Linked DNA regions of Zea mays: all the other regions are linked to region 3. Evidence: chromatin contacts called from public Hi-C data. All regions are on one chromosome and are shown on one strand. The core of a region is the stretch at or near the end of the contact, and the rest is flanking DNA. Distances in the headings are between cores, read along the strand shown. Region 1 holds the start of LOC103634790. Region 2 holds the start of LOC103634793 (protein ABCI7, chloroplastic). Region 3 holds the start of LOC100281327 (pathogenesis-related transcriptional activator PTI6).

Region 1 (4,399 bases), core at 2-2,501, 210 kb after region 3:
GCTTTACTGTTTATCATTTTATTAATATAATTAATAATTAATATAATAACGTTATATACTTGCTTGCTTATTTGCTTTTTCTACCGAAGCGAGAAATAAATTCCAGGGACAAAAAAAGAAGGAAGAATCCATCTCCAGATTTTTTTTTTGATCTTCTTCTCCCCTTGCTCTGAACCTTCCTCCCAAGTTTTTTCCACGCCCCCTGTTTTTTCACCCTTCTAAAAACTTTACATCCAGGTCAAAAAAATGGGTGCCCGCTCGCTAAGGTTAGCCAACAAAGGTAAAAATAAAAAAAAGGAAGGCTAATCGACTGGCTGCGGCTGCCTGGGCCCTGGGGATGGCCATCAGACGGCGGGCATGGTCTCGTGGCGCAGGGCCGCGAGATCCGACGGGCCACACGCGTCGTCGCCGCCGAACGCGAAGAGGCCGGCGCCGAAGCCGTCGTCGTCCCACGCGGCGGCGGCGGCGGAGGCAGCGGCCGCGGCCGCGGCCTCCGGCGAGTAGCCGCCGAAGCCGCCTCCGTCCACGATCTCGTCCTCGAAGCCCCAGATCTGGCCGTCGAGCGCGGGCGGGAACGGCGCCCCCGCGCGCCCGGCCTCCTCCTCCTCCGAAGAGGAGGCGGGCGGCAGCCCCAGCTCGTCGTCCGAGGCCTCGAGCAGGAAGCCCAGCTCCGGCGCCGGCGCCGGCGCCTCCGCGGCCTCGTCGAAGCTGGCTATCTCCTCCTCCAGGCTCCGCATGACCGACGCTAGGTCGCCGGCCGCGGCCGCGTCGGTGTCGTCCTCCAGCATGTCGAGCAGGTCCTGCGGCCGCAGCCTCTTGGCGTCGGCCTGCGGCGAGCCCTCCTCTCCGCAGCCGCCGGCGACGAGGTCGCCCGCCTCCCGCGCCCGCTTGTGAGAAGAGTTCTCCATGGAACGAGCTCAGAGGAAAGGGGGATGACTTGATTTTTTCTCTCTCTCTCTCTGTCTCTCTCTATTTCCTTGCTCCTCCCTCTCGCTGCGTTCGCGTACGCCGAGCAAGGCAAGGCACAAGCCAGCCAGGCGAGCGAGCGTGACGAAGGCGATAACGCGAGGGCAGAGACGCAAGAGTACAAAAGGCGAGGTGTTTTGCGCAGCGACGCCGAGTTGGGGGGGCCGGCTTATATAGCCCTGCCCGTGGTGGGTGGCTCTGCGGACGACGTTTCTCGCAGGGGGTTTGCCGCAAAAATCGCTCGCGCGGTTTGGTTTGGTCTGGTCTGGTGCGGTGGTGGCGGTGCAGCCAGGGAGTAGTACTACTGCTTGTTAGCTTATCTTTTGCTAGCTTTTTCTTTATTTGGTTGCCGGTTGGGGGCTGCGCGCGCCGCGACGAACGGACACGGACACGGACACGGACGGACGGGGACTGTGATGGGTGCGCGCGCGCCTGGCTGAGGCACCGCACGCCATCTGGAAGGCGGAAGGCCCGGCCGGGTCGCGTGGCCGTGGCCGTGGCCGCCCGCGCCTGCCTATTTTGTTTTGTCCACGCCCTCCCTAGACTGGAATACTGGATGGGTGGTGGATTGGGGCGTTTGAACGGCGACGGCCACCTCCGATATTTCTGTCACGGTTTTTCTTTTCTGACCTTTGAAAAGCCATCCATCCGTCTGTCTGGCTGACTGGCTGGCTGTATTGGTTAGCGGTGGGGGGGGGGGGGGGGGGGGGGGGGGTCTTTAGCTCGGGCGGGTCTCTTTTTAGCTTGGAAGATGAGGTGGAGCCAGCTATATTTTTAAAGGCGTATTATTCCCGTCTGAAAAAGATTTCGAGGACGTGCTTGCATGGTGCGGTCAGCAATAACCCGGTCAAAAATCCGTTCAGAGACAGGTAGGTTCTGAACCTCACAGATTTTCTGCTGTTGTGTGTTTTATGAACTTCACACACTGTATAATATATATGGTCGGTAATAAAATTTATAAACTGAGAAACTATATACTCCCTCTGTATTTATATAAGGTGTAATCATAAGCACCTCTAATTTAAAGGCCAAGAGATATATTTAATTCTCTCTCTAGTGCTATTGTTACATGCATGTTAAAAGGGAGCACGTCTTTTATAATACGACTAAAATAAAAAGTAGTTACAATTCATATACCGGAAATAGAGGGACTAGATAAGAGGAAAAGTATTATCAGTTCTTCTTCTGTAAATCCTGCATTTCGAAGGGTTGTGTCCATCCGTGTGTCTTAAGATTCGACGCGCCGTACGCATATGACCGCAGGACCACCGGGAGCCAAAAGCCAACCCAACCCGATCCAAATGTACGGTGCACCCAACCACCTAGGCTAGGCTAGGCCACGCTCCGAAGCCAGGCAGCACCAAGCATGTGACCCACCCACCCACCCTTCCCCCTGCGAAACCCAGCTCTCCCAGGGTCCGCGGCGCAAAACGGTGGGTGGACTAAAAACCGACCCGCCCAGGGGCACTTTTCCGAATACAATTAACCGCGAGAGGCAGCGCGGGATAACGAATCGTGGCGGGGGTCTATGCGCAAAAGGCGTGGGGGGCGTCGAGATCGGGACTCTGGGGCCATCCGGCACGAGCGTGTCGCTTTTTTTTTCCCGTCCCCCGGTTTTTCTGGTTTGAATTCGATTCTCGGGTCCGCTATCTGCTGCGGTTCAAGTCCGGCGCCCTGCACGACTCGCGTCCGCGAGCGGAGCCCAGAGCCGACAGCGATTCTGCTTTGCTCGGCTTGAGCCTTGAGGTGCCCAACGGTCAGCACAGCAGCTAGCCTTCGCGTCTGGTCTGGGTGGGTTAGCCGTAGCCCGTAGCCCCGCTCTCGTTGTACTATAGCTTTTGTTTGGCCCTGGTCCACGTTTAGCTAGCGGTAGGCCGACGTGCGGTTAGGTTCCCATACATATACCGCCATCAACCACGTGACCCCCGGCCTACCACACCACCAACCGCGGCTCGTCAGCCGTCGCCACCCTGCCCCAGCTAGCTCATTGAGCCGCTTCGGGGGGCTGCCTCCTCGGGTTGCGCGCGAGCGCCAGCCGCGAGCCAGACGTGCCTGCCAGCCGGCGAGTGCAGCGGGCACCAGGGCTCCGGGCAGAACACAACACAACACGTCGGCGCGTGCCCCCCCCCCCCCCCCCCCCCCCCCCCCCCGTGCGGCTGCTGGCTTGTGGCCCCACGTCCGTTTCATCCTCGCGTCGCGTACCAGTCCGGCCCCGCACCGCCCCAGGCTGACGATGTTGTGGAGCCCACCAACGGGCTAGGCGAGAGCGGTGGGCTTACCCGCTGTACGTGTACTCACTGAGACTGGACCCGGTTTTTGCAGGAGATGTTTCCGTTCTACCCCCGCCAGATCCGCCGCCGCGAGACGACGAGCCCGGGTTTGCCGCGCTTCGTCGGCATCGCTTCATCCGAAATCCGCTGTTGCTCGTACGTGTCACCTAATGTCTATACGTCCATAAGACGACGACAGCACTCTGCGCTCTCTTCAAGCTCGCTCTAACTTGACCACCGTAGTTCGATCGCACGCACTAAAGAGGAACTATAACTTGACCACTCGTCCATTTTATGAATTTAAACCAGAAAGGTTGTAATTATGAAATCTTTCGAAAAAAAAGTCAAAAAGAAGGGGAAAAAAGACGGTTTATTGCGCGGCTGCTCGTGTCTGGTGGTGCTCAAGTGCTGTTTCACTCAGGTCGTGGCCGTGGAGGAGTGCAGTTGCAGAGACCGGGCGAGGTCCACGTGAACCGGGCGCAGGGACCGGACGGTGTCGCCGAGTGCCCGAGTCGCACTTATCATGGGCGCCGGACGATTCGTAGTTTCGTACTACGCGCCAGGGAAACGGCTGTAGTAAGTAGATGGGAGGAGGGGCAGTACTGGCATTTCAGTATCGCTGCCGTAGTGGCCTGTGGCCCCGGCCCCGCATGGAATCGCGTGACAGCATCGGCTTCTGTCCATACTAGAGTACTCCTGCGTAGGAAACAAGGACAGGAGGGTATTTCTCCTGGGCCGTGGCCCGGATCTGTCACGTGGGTCTGCTGGACGCGGGCTCCACGTACCAGCGAGTGGAGCAGGGTGTTTCTTTGGTGAATGACGTTCGAGCTGTGGCTGGGTACCGACGAATGAATGGAGTCGCAGGCGGCAAGGACGTCGTGCACGTCCACGTCACCCCAGGGTGGACGCCGATCGAGGCGAGACGGGTGTTACAAAATATTTGTACATGTGATCTAATCCATCCATGGACAATTATTCCCAAGGGACACACCCCTTGGGAACACTTGTATATATACTACCCTGCATGCAATAAAGAATCTATCCCTGTCATTTGTCTCATTCCCTCTTGTCTCTCCACTGATTTACCACTGAGCACTGCAAGAGATTGCAACACGTTATCAGCACTGTCTCAAGGAGAAATCAGAGAAGGGGGAAGTGGAAGA
Region 2 (4,732 bases), core at 799-3,298, 170 kb before region 3:
GCTTTCTGTTAACTTTCTCTCAATTATTTTATATCATGTAACACCAAACATCTTATACAACTATCAATACTATATTATAGACTTCAAGTTCACTTAAATATATCCTAGACAAATATTTAATCTTAGGATGTCATATATTCAGTTACTGTGAAAAGCGAGCAATAGAAATATTTCTGGCACATGCTAACAATAAATATTTTTATGCCATGAACACATCAAATGTGTTATGCAATTCAGTTAAAATTTAAATCTATCCTAGACAAACATATAACACCAGGATGCCATATATTCACCTACTGCGAAATACTGAGCAATAAAAAAGTGTATGGCAGAGGCATGAAACTAGAAATCTATGCAATGCTGACCAGGTAAATGGCTGGAAGCCTGGAATAGACAACATTTCTCATGTAAGAACAAAACAACAAAAAGGAAAAAAGCTGTCAAATATACCTGTTGACTTTAATATTGCCATCAAATATGCTATTTCCTGTGCCACAAGCAATGCATTTATGGAGCTGTCGCGAGAAACCTCTAGGGTGATCAAGTATCAGTCTGCTATGCAGATCATGTATCTGCTTATTCTGAGACGTTAAGTGAAGTGTTGATAGTTCTGTCTCTGTCTCAGGACCTAATTGCTCGATATGGAGATTGTGTCTGTTCAATTTTGCTCCAGTGCTGACCTCAACAAACTCATACTTACTAGTTGTATCCTGAAAAAGAGAAAAAAAAAGTTTCACAACAAATAAGACTGATTTTCCCTGTTCAACTAAGCTTCACTGATCAATCCCAACCCAAACCAACTAGAACAGGCATGACTCCCCAACACCCACAATGACTATTAACAATAACAAACGGAGGCAACTATCTTGAGTCATAACTCATGAGGTAGATCAAACAATGAGATCTTGGAATGACAAATGCCCCCAGCTCAGAACCAATCTGAGTAACTCCAACATCTCTCTCCCATAGTTTGATCTGAGTTGGGTTCTCTTATCATCACTATCCTAACCCATTTCAAGAGTATATAACACTCAAACATTACATTCATAAGTACAATTACAGGTATCTTCCAACATTTATCTAAAATCAAGACTTACCTGCTGGACGACTGTCCATTTAGTATGTGCTGCAGCAAATGATTGATGTTGCACGTATGAATGAACCACTCTTGCGCCCTCGTCAATTATAATCTCTGCCACTGGATTGGCCCAATAGCAACCACCTTCTTCTCCAGCCCCAAAATGCTCCTCCACTATAGCCACCTCTGCTGACTTCTCGGCCACAACTAGAACCCTTGGATTTGACATCAGCATACTCTCAGCGAAGCTATTGGTATAGGCGAACATGATGTGTATTGGGTCGTCGGCCACCTTGACCCCCTCAGGCACGTGCACGACAACAACGTCCCTCGCCCCAACGGCGTTGAAGTCATAGAAGAGGTCCTTGTGGGCGAATTCAGCGGCGGCCGCGAGCGCGGCGGCGGCGCGGTCCCGGGCGCGGCCAGGGGGAAGATCGGCGAGGGCGCTGACATGGGCACCAGAGGAAGAGACGAGGATTCCATCCGAAAAGAGCACGTGGGAAGAGAAAGGGGAGGACGGCAGCTTGAGGTCGGGCTCCCTGGACGGGAGGGAGATGGGGAGGGAGCGGAGGTAGGAGATGTCAGTGAAGCGGAAGGCCTCGCTGGAACGGCGAGTGGGCCAGCGTGTGGAGAGGAGGGAGAGCGCAGAGGCGGAGCGGAGGGGGTCCAGGAGCGGGGAGGTGGAGGTCACCGAGTCCTCCAGCTGTTCGGCGATGCGTAGGACGAGGTCATCGGAGACGGCAGGCGCCGTGCGCGGCACGGAGGCGGCTACCGGAGCATAAGAGCGGCGGAAGCGAAGGAGAGGCGGCGGCGGCGCGCGGAGAGCGGTGGAGCAGGAGGCGGCGCACAGCGGCGACGGCGAGGACATGGCGTCCGCGAAGCTTCTCCTCGTCTGCCCAGTGGCTGCGGTGCGGACTGCGGAGGGCCCTCGTGGCCGTGGGGATCGGTAAATCCGAGATCTGACAGGTGGGACTCGGAACGAGAACTGACGGCCCGGCCTACTAATACAAAAATACAAAATATGGGCCGTTTTAGGTGCACCCGGGCCCTCTCTTTCTCTCCGTCCGCCGATACGCGGGCCGCGTGCTTCAGGAATCAGGAGACCATACACGTCCGTTCTAATCGTCCCCACGGGCGTCGGCGCGGCCGTCGGGGGCTTCGCCGGCGACGCCCTTCCGGTTGCGCGGGCCGTCGATTGCATCGGCAACTGTATAATGTATCTCACCCAAACGTAACGTCATGGATCCCGGCATAAACATTATCTGCATGATTGGTTGGCCGAACTCCTGCGTGCAGGCCCCGCGCATACGTTGACCGTAGCGTCTGAGCCTGCACGCGCAGGTGCAGGCTAGACCTTTATACGCTTATTAGCCTGTATGTGCGAGGAAGTAAGAAATGTCCGTATCAATCGATACAGGATTGCGTGAGTCAGACGCTAAGGCTACTGGCAACCAATCGGACCTTATGCTACTGTACCTCTGTTGCTGTTTTTCATTTGAATTTGTTTGCTCACCTAGGTATAATTTGGAAACCTCATTTTTCTAAGGCCTTGTTCGTTTGTGTCGGATTAATGGGTCAGAACGATTTCTAGCCGGATTGCTTCTCTAATTTATATAGACTTTGATTGGTTGGAACGATTCCGGGTGCAATCCGACGTAAACGAACAAGGCCTAAAGGATTTCTATTTTATAAAAAAATATTTTATTTTCTTTTAGGAAAATAGGAACCCTTCGCTAAAATAGAGTTCCTATGGCTAGTTTAGAAACCACATTTTATCAAATGATTTTCATTTTTAAGGGAAACTAGCCTTTAAAGATGGAATTTTCACGTCGCAGGTGCTGAAGCTGAACGCTGCGATGCTGTACTGCTCGATGTCCGATAAACGTTGCAGGGTACGCCCTTGACAGGTTCTCCTGGGAGTGGGACCTGGGCACTCCAGCCTGTTCACCAGAACATGGTTAGTGTTGCATTGACTCGCGCTTTGAGGATTACTCACACCAACATCCACATCGGTTACAGAACTGGTATACACTATTGTTACCGAAAGAGATATCCAATCCAATGACACATCACACATTGTAACTGATCACACCTAGGTAGGCTTGGTGTTGGACTCTGGAACGAAGACTTCTCGCTGCAGGGGTGTAAATTGTAGGAATATTATCCGTCTGTATTCGAATTCGATCTGTCTAAAAGGGTTGCGATCCGATCTGTATCTGATTCCGGGTATTTAGTATCCAATCCGTATCTGAATACTCAAAGACGTCGATATCCATTCAAATCTTATACGACACAATATGATAATATCCGTATCCGATCTGAATCTAAATAGAAAAATATAAAAATAAATATGGTACGAGTAATATTATCTGATCCTATTACATCCCTGCTCGGTCCGCAGGCCCCCTACCTTAATCCTTAAGTACGTGAGAAGTGGAACAGCGGCGCCGAAAGATGGTGCACAAGGTACCAAGTGCCACCGCACACGGATTCAGGAACCTGGCCCCGTAACGACAGAGCACGCACGCACAAACAGAAGCAACACTGAGAGGAGGAACAGTCTGTCTAGCTAGGATCCTAACGACTGCACCACACGACCAAGACCAACCATCTGCTGGCCTCTTCAGATCAAGATCATGCATGATGAGCTGATGGCATGCACGCTGCTCCAGATGCCCCCAACTATTCTTGTACCGCTACCGCATGGTGACGGCCCTAGCTAGCGGAGCCTGTCTTGTCTTCACGCTGTCTCCTTCCCTAAATTTTATCTCCTAAAGGTATATTTTTTGTCCTTTACAACACTTTCTAAAAAATTATGTACTCTATATCTTCTTCATCTCCAACAATATCCCCTAAATTCCATCCTCTATATCAACAGTGTACTGGATTTGACATTCTATATTATTTTTTACTATTCATCACCACGTGAGCATACAGACACAAAAAGGATCTGACACACATGTATAGTGTATAGAGCACCCTCTATAGATAGCGCACGCATGCCATCCTCTAAATTTTAGGGGACCTTTTAGAGTCTCTTGTTGGAGGGATAAAGGACCTGACCGTCCCCTACATTTAGAGTACAGGACCATTTACAGGTTGCTGCTGGAGTCAGTTCAGGGTCAATCGTCAATTCAAAATGCTATTGCAAGATTGTACTTGCCGTGCCGGCCCTAGGTAGCCGAGCTTGTCTTCGGCGATTGCCAACAGTGACGGAGCACGTCCAAAAATAAGGTATGGCGGTTGGAACCGGCCCCTACCCAAGGACACTCTCCCTACCTCGCTCACTCACAGATGCAAAGAAGATGAGCAGTAGTTTTCTCCGACGACGAACGCCTGTTTCTTGGCACTTTTATTCACTGGGTCTGGCAACGAATACAGAAGAGTATAGGAGCTACATATAGGCCACAGACTGCCAGGAGCATGTCTCCACGTTCGGCCTTCTTGCCATGCCGCATGACCCGCTCAACACCTCCGTGAGCCACCCACTCACCTGGAGACTCGGCATCCTACATGCAGATCGGCACCACGCACACCAGTACACCTCCTAGAGACCCGTATGTGACACACACGTACATACACGAGCTGCACCTAAACACTCTACGCGTTACGCACTCACGTACATCACACACATGATGTGTTTATTTTCCAACA
Region 3 (4,358 bases), core at 1,046-3,545:
TTTCTAAGGAAAGTTGAATTTCCTTGAACATACCAGATACTAATTTGTAATTTGTGTTGCCTTGTTTAGTGGTCTCTCAGGCAAAAAAAAAACAAGTGACCAAACAGTGTTTCATTTCTGTAAAATGTGAAAAAAAAAACGACGTAACGCTAATGTGGCTGTGGATTAATGGACTAAAGCGTTCTGATAGTGATTTTTAAAAAAAACATGTTCATAAGCTAGTGGTGGAAGGGTTTGTATATTAAATGTGACATTCGGTTCGTTGGATCATGATTCAAAATCATTGTCCGACGAATAAAGATGCAATCATGATCTCACGAAGAAGCTTCTCTCTTGCACAGTAGTCGTCACCAATAGTAACAGCTCAATGACTTGTTCATAATGTCTTGACAAGCATTACCAAATAACAGAAAAAACACAACCACTATAACTTAACATAATGTAACCTATCAAAATTACCTCTCCGGAAGCTAATGTGCTGTTTGGGAAGAAGAGAAATCTTGGGCCCGAGCAGACTGAAATGCCCGAGGGAAAAACCCAAGACAATCCCCCCTTCCAAGCACGCTTATCAAACCATCAACCCTAACATATTAAGGCACTGACTTAATTCACACGCAGAAATCAACGGTTTGCAGGAAATCGTCCATGCCGCGGCCGAGGTCGCAGCCAGGCATCTCCGGGAAGACGTCGTTGATATCGTCGAGGTCGAGGTCGATCTCCAGTTCCTCGTCCCCGAAGTCCCCAAGCAGCAGGTCCTGCTCATCGTCCAGGCCGAAGGGCGCATCGGAGACGTCCAGAGCGTCAAGCCCGGCACGGAAGTCCATCGGGCTGATGTCTGGCAGCTGCAGGCCGCGGAGAAGGTCCTGGTAGAACTCCGGGTCGTCCGGCAGCTCCGCGGACTCATCGGACGGCAGGACGAGCGTTGGTGTCGCGACCAGCTCCGGGGACTGCGGGTTCAGCGGCGCCTCCTTGGTGGCGGGTCCAAGAACAGACGACGGCGACGGGTGCGCGAACGGAGCAGTCGAGGTGGACGACGAAGAGGAGGCCGTCGGGGTGGCGCTTGCCGAAGGAACTGGTGAGGAAGAGGGCACAGGCTGCCCGCGGCGGCGGCGCTTCTCGTCGGCGAAGCTCCGGGAAGCGGATAGGTAGGCTGCGGAGGCCGCGCCGGCCGTGTCGAAGGTGCCAAGCCACTGCCTCTTGCCCGTGAACGGGTTGCGGATCTCCGCCGCCCACTTGCCCCACTTGCGGAGCCTCACTCCGCGGTAGCTCTCCGGGGCCCCGCCACTGGCGCACGCGGCGACAGCGGCCGCCGGAAGGACCGGCCTGGCTGGGACCTTGCCGACGAACGTCTCGAAGGAGAAGCGCTTGGCCTTCGCCGGGCACGTAGAGGCGCCGGCCTCCTCGTCGTCGGAGTCCGAGTCCGTGGCGTCAGGATCCTCGAAGAGAACCCGGACGCGGCGCCTCGGCTGGGCCGGGGCAGGCGCCGGCTGCTGCGGCCGGGACTTCAGGAGGGCTGCAGCGGAGGGTTTAAGGCCAAACCTGGACATCCTCTTAGCTTTGGGTTTCTTCGCCAGGGCCTTCTTGAGGAGAACATGCTGCTGGTGGTTCAACGGGGCCATGTCTCTTGTATCTCCTCTGCCGGGGAGAACTCCAGCCAAAACTACGGGGAAAAGCTTCTGAAGAAAAAAAACAAAAAAACTCTGGCGCAAAAATATAACGGAGACGAGCGCAAATCGGTCGAATCCGTCAGTCTCCTCTACAGAAACGGCACGGCCTTGAGGACGAATCCGTCAGTCTCCTCTACAGAAACCGCACGGCCGTATGTGGAGGAATCCGGAATACTTGACCCCGAACCCGTCCCTGCAACCACAAGAGCAGATTTTTTTTTGTCAAAACCCATGGAAGGAGCAGCCACGAACTCCCCAGATCTGGACGAACAGGGCCACAAAACCCGGTCAAAAACCTCCCAGATCGGCGAAAACACGGAGGAAAAAGAGAGCGGGGGGCACGGACCTGAGCATCGACGAGGATTTGTTCCATCCGTTGAGCCCCTTGCGCATAGATCGGCTGGAGCAGGCGAGGGAGCGGAGGAGGAGGAGGAGGAGGCCGGCGACGACGGGGGCGATGAGCGCTACGACGACCAGATCGGAGATGGGGCAAGAAGGCATATACGAGAGCTGGCTACTTGTTCTTTCTTCTCCTCCGACGCCGGCACCGTCCGTCGTCGTCGCCTCCGTCCCGGCCTCCCTGAACACTCGCTTAAACCCCGACCCAAAGCGGCGACAGGAGCAAAAGGGGCAGGCCACGCCCCTCGTCCGCCGATATTTAATAATCCCCCATTCTTCCCCATCCTGTACTGCCCGCCCCCTCCGCCGCACCACGCGAGACCTTTCGCGTCACGCACGCGTCCGGGATCCAGCTCCACACACTGCCGAAACGGCCCGAAGCTCGTCCGGACCCACGCGTCATTGGAGGATTATCTGCCTAACGGAAAGGGGGAGGAGAGGACGGCCGCGATGCGCTGGCGCTGGACGTACTATAGGATCTGCCAAGGCTGTTTGTTACGCACACAGTGATGACTCGTGGACCCAGGGGTGCCGCTGGCCCCCGCAGTCAGAGTATGGGACGTGCTGGTTCCCTGGTGAAGAACTGTTATGCACGCTCCTCAGGCTTTCACGTGGGGCCAATGTATTTGGTCCCCACCTGTCATCGAGACAGGGACGGAACGCTAGTGGTGGTGGTGGTGCGTTTTTGGTGGGGTTTATGCGATGTGAATGGGCGACGCGAGGACGGGACGGCCATGGAAATGATAAACCTTCGGCTACACGCGTCCAAGGAATGTTGTGCTGTTTCGTTGACAGTTGGGACCCACAAAAGTGACGGGCCTACTTCACTGCAGACCGAGCAATCACTTCCGGATCCAGCGCTAGGTTCCGACCCACCGTTGGTCGAGGGGAGGCGGATTGGGATCCTCTGGCTGAGATCCCACATTCCCGTGTGACCTGCTCTGCATTTACCAAGACCATCAGTTTTACGGGGGGTAAATGAATGGCTACTATATTATAGATAGAGGAAGTCTGGGCTGTATGGCAGGTAGCACCATTCCATCAGATGAGCTAAAGATACGCTCCACCATTCTCGAGAGCTAAAAAAAAGGAGCGATAAAACGGAACGGAATATTTCGTTTCCAAAAAAAAGGGCGAAAGCCAAACGAAAGGCCACGGATATTTGATGCCGCGGGTTTTTTTCGTAGGCGTCACACGCGACACGTGGACATGCTTGCGCTGCTATCTCGCCATTCGAACGCTTTCCGTTAGGTTGCGTTTGGTTTGGTTTTTTTGCTTTGGCTTTTGTTCTCTGAAAACCAAAAGTCAAACAAAGGGCTAAATTCAAGAAGCAGTTTTTTATAAAAGCTAACTTTCTCGCAGTGTAAAACTGAAAGCACCCTTAAATCTGCTTTTAGTGGCTTTTGGATAGAACTGTGAAAACATATATCGAAAAAATTTTAACGACTTTTAGTGGTTTACACTAAATGGTTGTTAGCTTTTTAACAGCTCACAGCATACCGCAGCATTTTTTTATAGCTTACAGTTTATAGCAATTTTTTTCACAGCCACATCCTAACCAAACAGACTCTTAGTCGACCGATCTCGTTCGTAGGTTGCGTTATGGAAAGCGCACGTGATGCGTCGTGGCAACGAAAAAATACAGCAGTCCTAGATTATAGCACGACCTCCATCTCCACCGGGCACGAGCTTTCGGAATCCAAGGACGGGAGCGCCTTGGCTCTGCGCCGTGCCTGGGGTTCACATGGCGAGTTCTTATTGCTCCGCTCGTACCACAGCACTTGCACTTGGGGAGGTGGTGGAGCTCGCGGCCGGACAGGACAGGGAAAAGGGCCGACGGACTTTTTTCCGCAACGCGACGTGGAAACAGCCAGGACGCCGTGCGTGGCCTTGGACGCTTTGCGCGGCGCGGTCTGGCACGCGGGTGCGCGCCCGTGCGGACGCGTCCCCCTCCCCGGCTCCCCCTGCGGCCGCCACGCCCCACGCAGGCAGACCCCGTCGGCGGTAGTGGTGAAAACGGACGGATATAGACGGATATTAGCTTATCCTGTATCTTACCCTAATATATTTAAAACGGATTCGGAATCGGATACGTATAGTTAGAAACAGGACGAATACGGATACAGGGACCGGATATTTATCCGGGCGGATAAGTGACGGATACGGATATTATTTGATCGGATATCGGATACTTGTCGGATAATGTATTAATTAGTTATGATAAAACGTTGACATCCTGTGGGTTTTATGGTTCCATTATTTTTTATGACTATATGTGGCCATATGTTGTAC

The links. Hi-C and Micro-C count contacts between places; a contact is called where the count stands out from the background.
Region 1: a Hi-C map of bundle sheath shows a contact between it and region 3, with 2.2 times the contacts expected there. The contact joins the promoter of LOC103634790 here to the promoter of LOC100281327 in region 3. A contact is called at or near these places in 5 of 25 Hi-C or Micro-C datasets (bundle sheath, ear, endosperm and 2 more) and 1 of 3 datasets of contacts at active chromatin or transcription factors (leaf).
Region 2: a contact with region 3 is called in a Hi-C map of leaf, with 7 times the contacts expected there. The contact joins the promoter of LOC103634793 here to the promoter of LOC100281327 in region 3. A contact is called at or near these places in 6 of 25 Hi-C or Micro-C datasets (bundle sheath, ear, endosperm and 3 more).

What each region holds. Positions count from the first base shown.
Region 1 is chr8:12,353,254-12,357,652 of Zm-B73-REFERENCE-NAM-5.0, reverse strand. It overlaps LOC103634790, which reads right to left and starts at 1,251. Exons shown (of 1, transcript XM_008657382.4): 1 at 57-1,251. The coding sequence starts at 908. The coding sequence ends at 345.
Region 2 is chr8:12,727,447-12,732,178 of Zm-B73-REFERENCE-NAM-5.0, reverse strand. LOC103634793 (protein ABCI7, chloroplastic) reads right to left here and starts at 2,048. Exons shown (of 3, transcript XM_008657384.4): 1 at 1,098-2,048; 2 at 451-710. The coding sequence starts at 1,946.
Region 3 is chr8:12,560,017-12,564,374 of Zm-B73-REFERENCE-NAM-5.0, reverse strand. It overlaps LOC100281327 (pathogenesis-related transcriptional activator PTI6), which reads right to left and starts at 2,295. Exons shown (of 2, transcript NM_001154245.2): 1 at 2,014-2,295; 2 at 405-1,860. The coding sequence starts at 1,619. The coding sequence ends at 609. LOC109941689 (50S ribosomal protein L29, chloroplastic) reads left to right here and starts at 3,811. Exons shown (of 3, transcript XM_020542892.3): 1 at 3,811-4,054. The coding sequence starts at 3,811.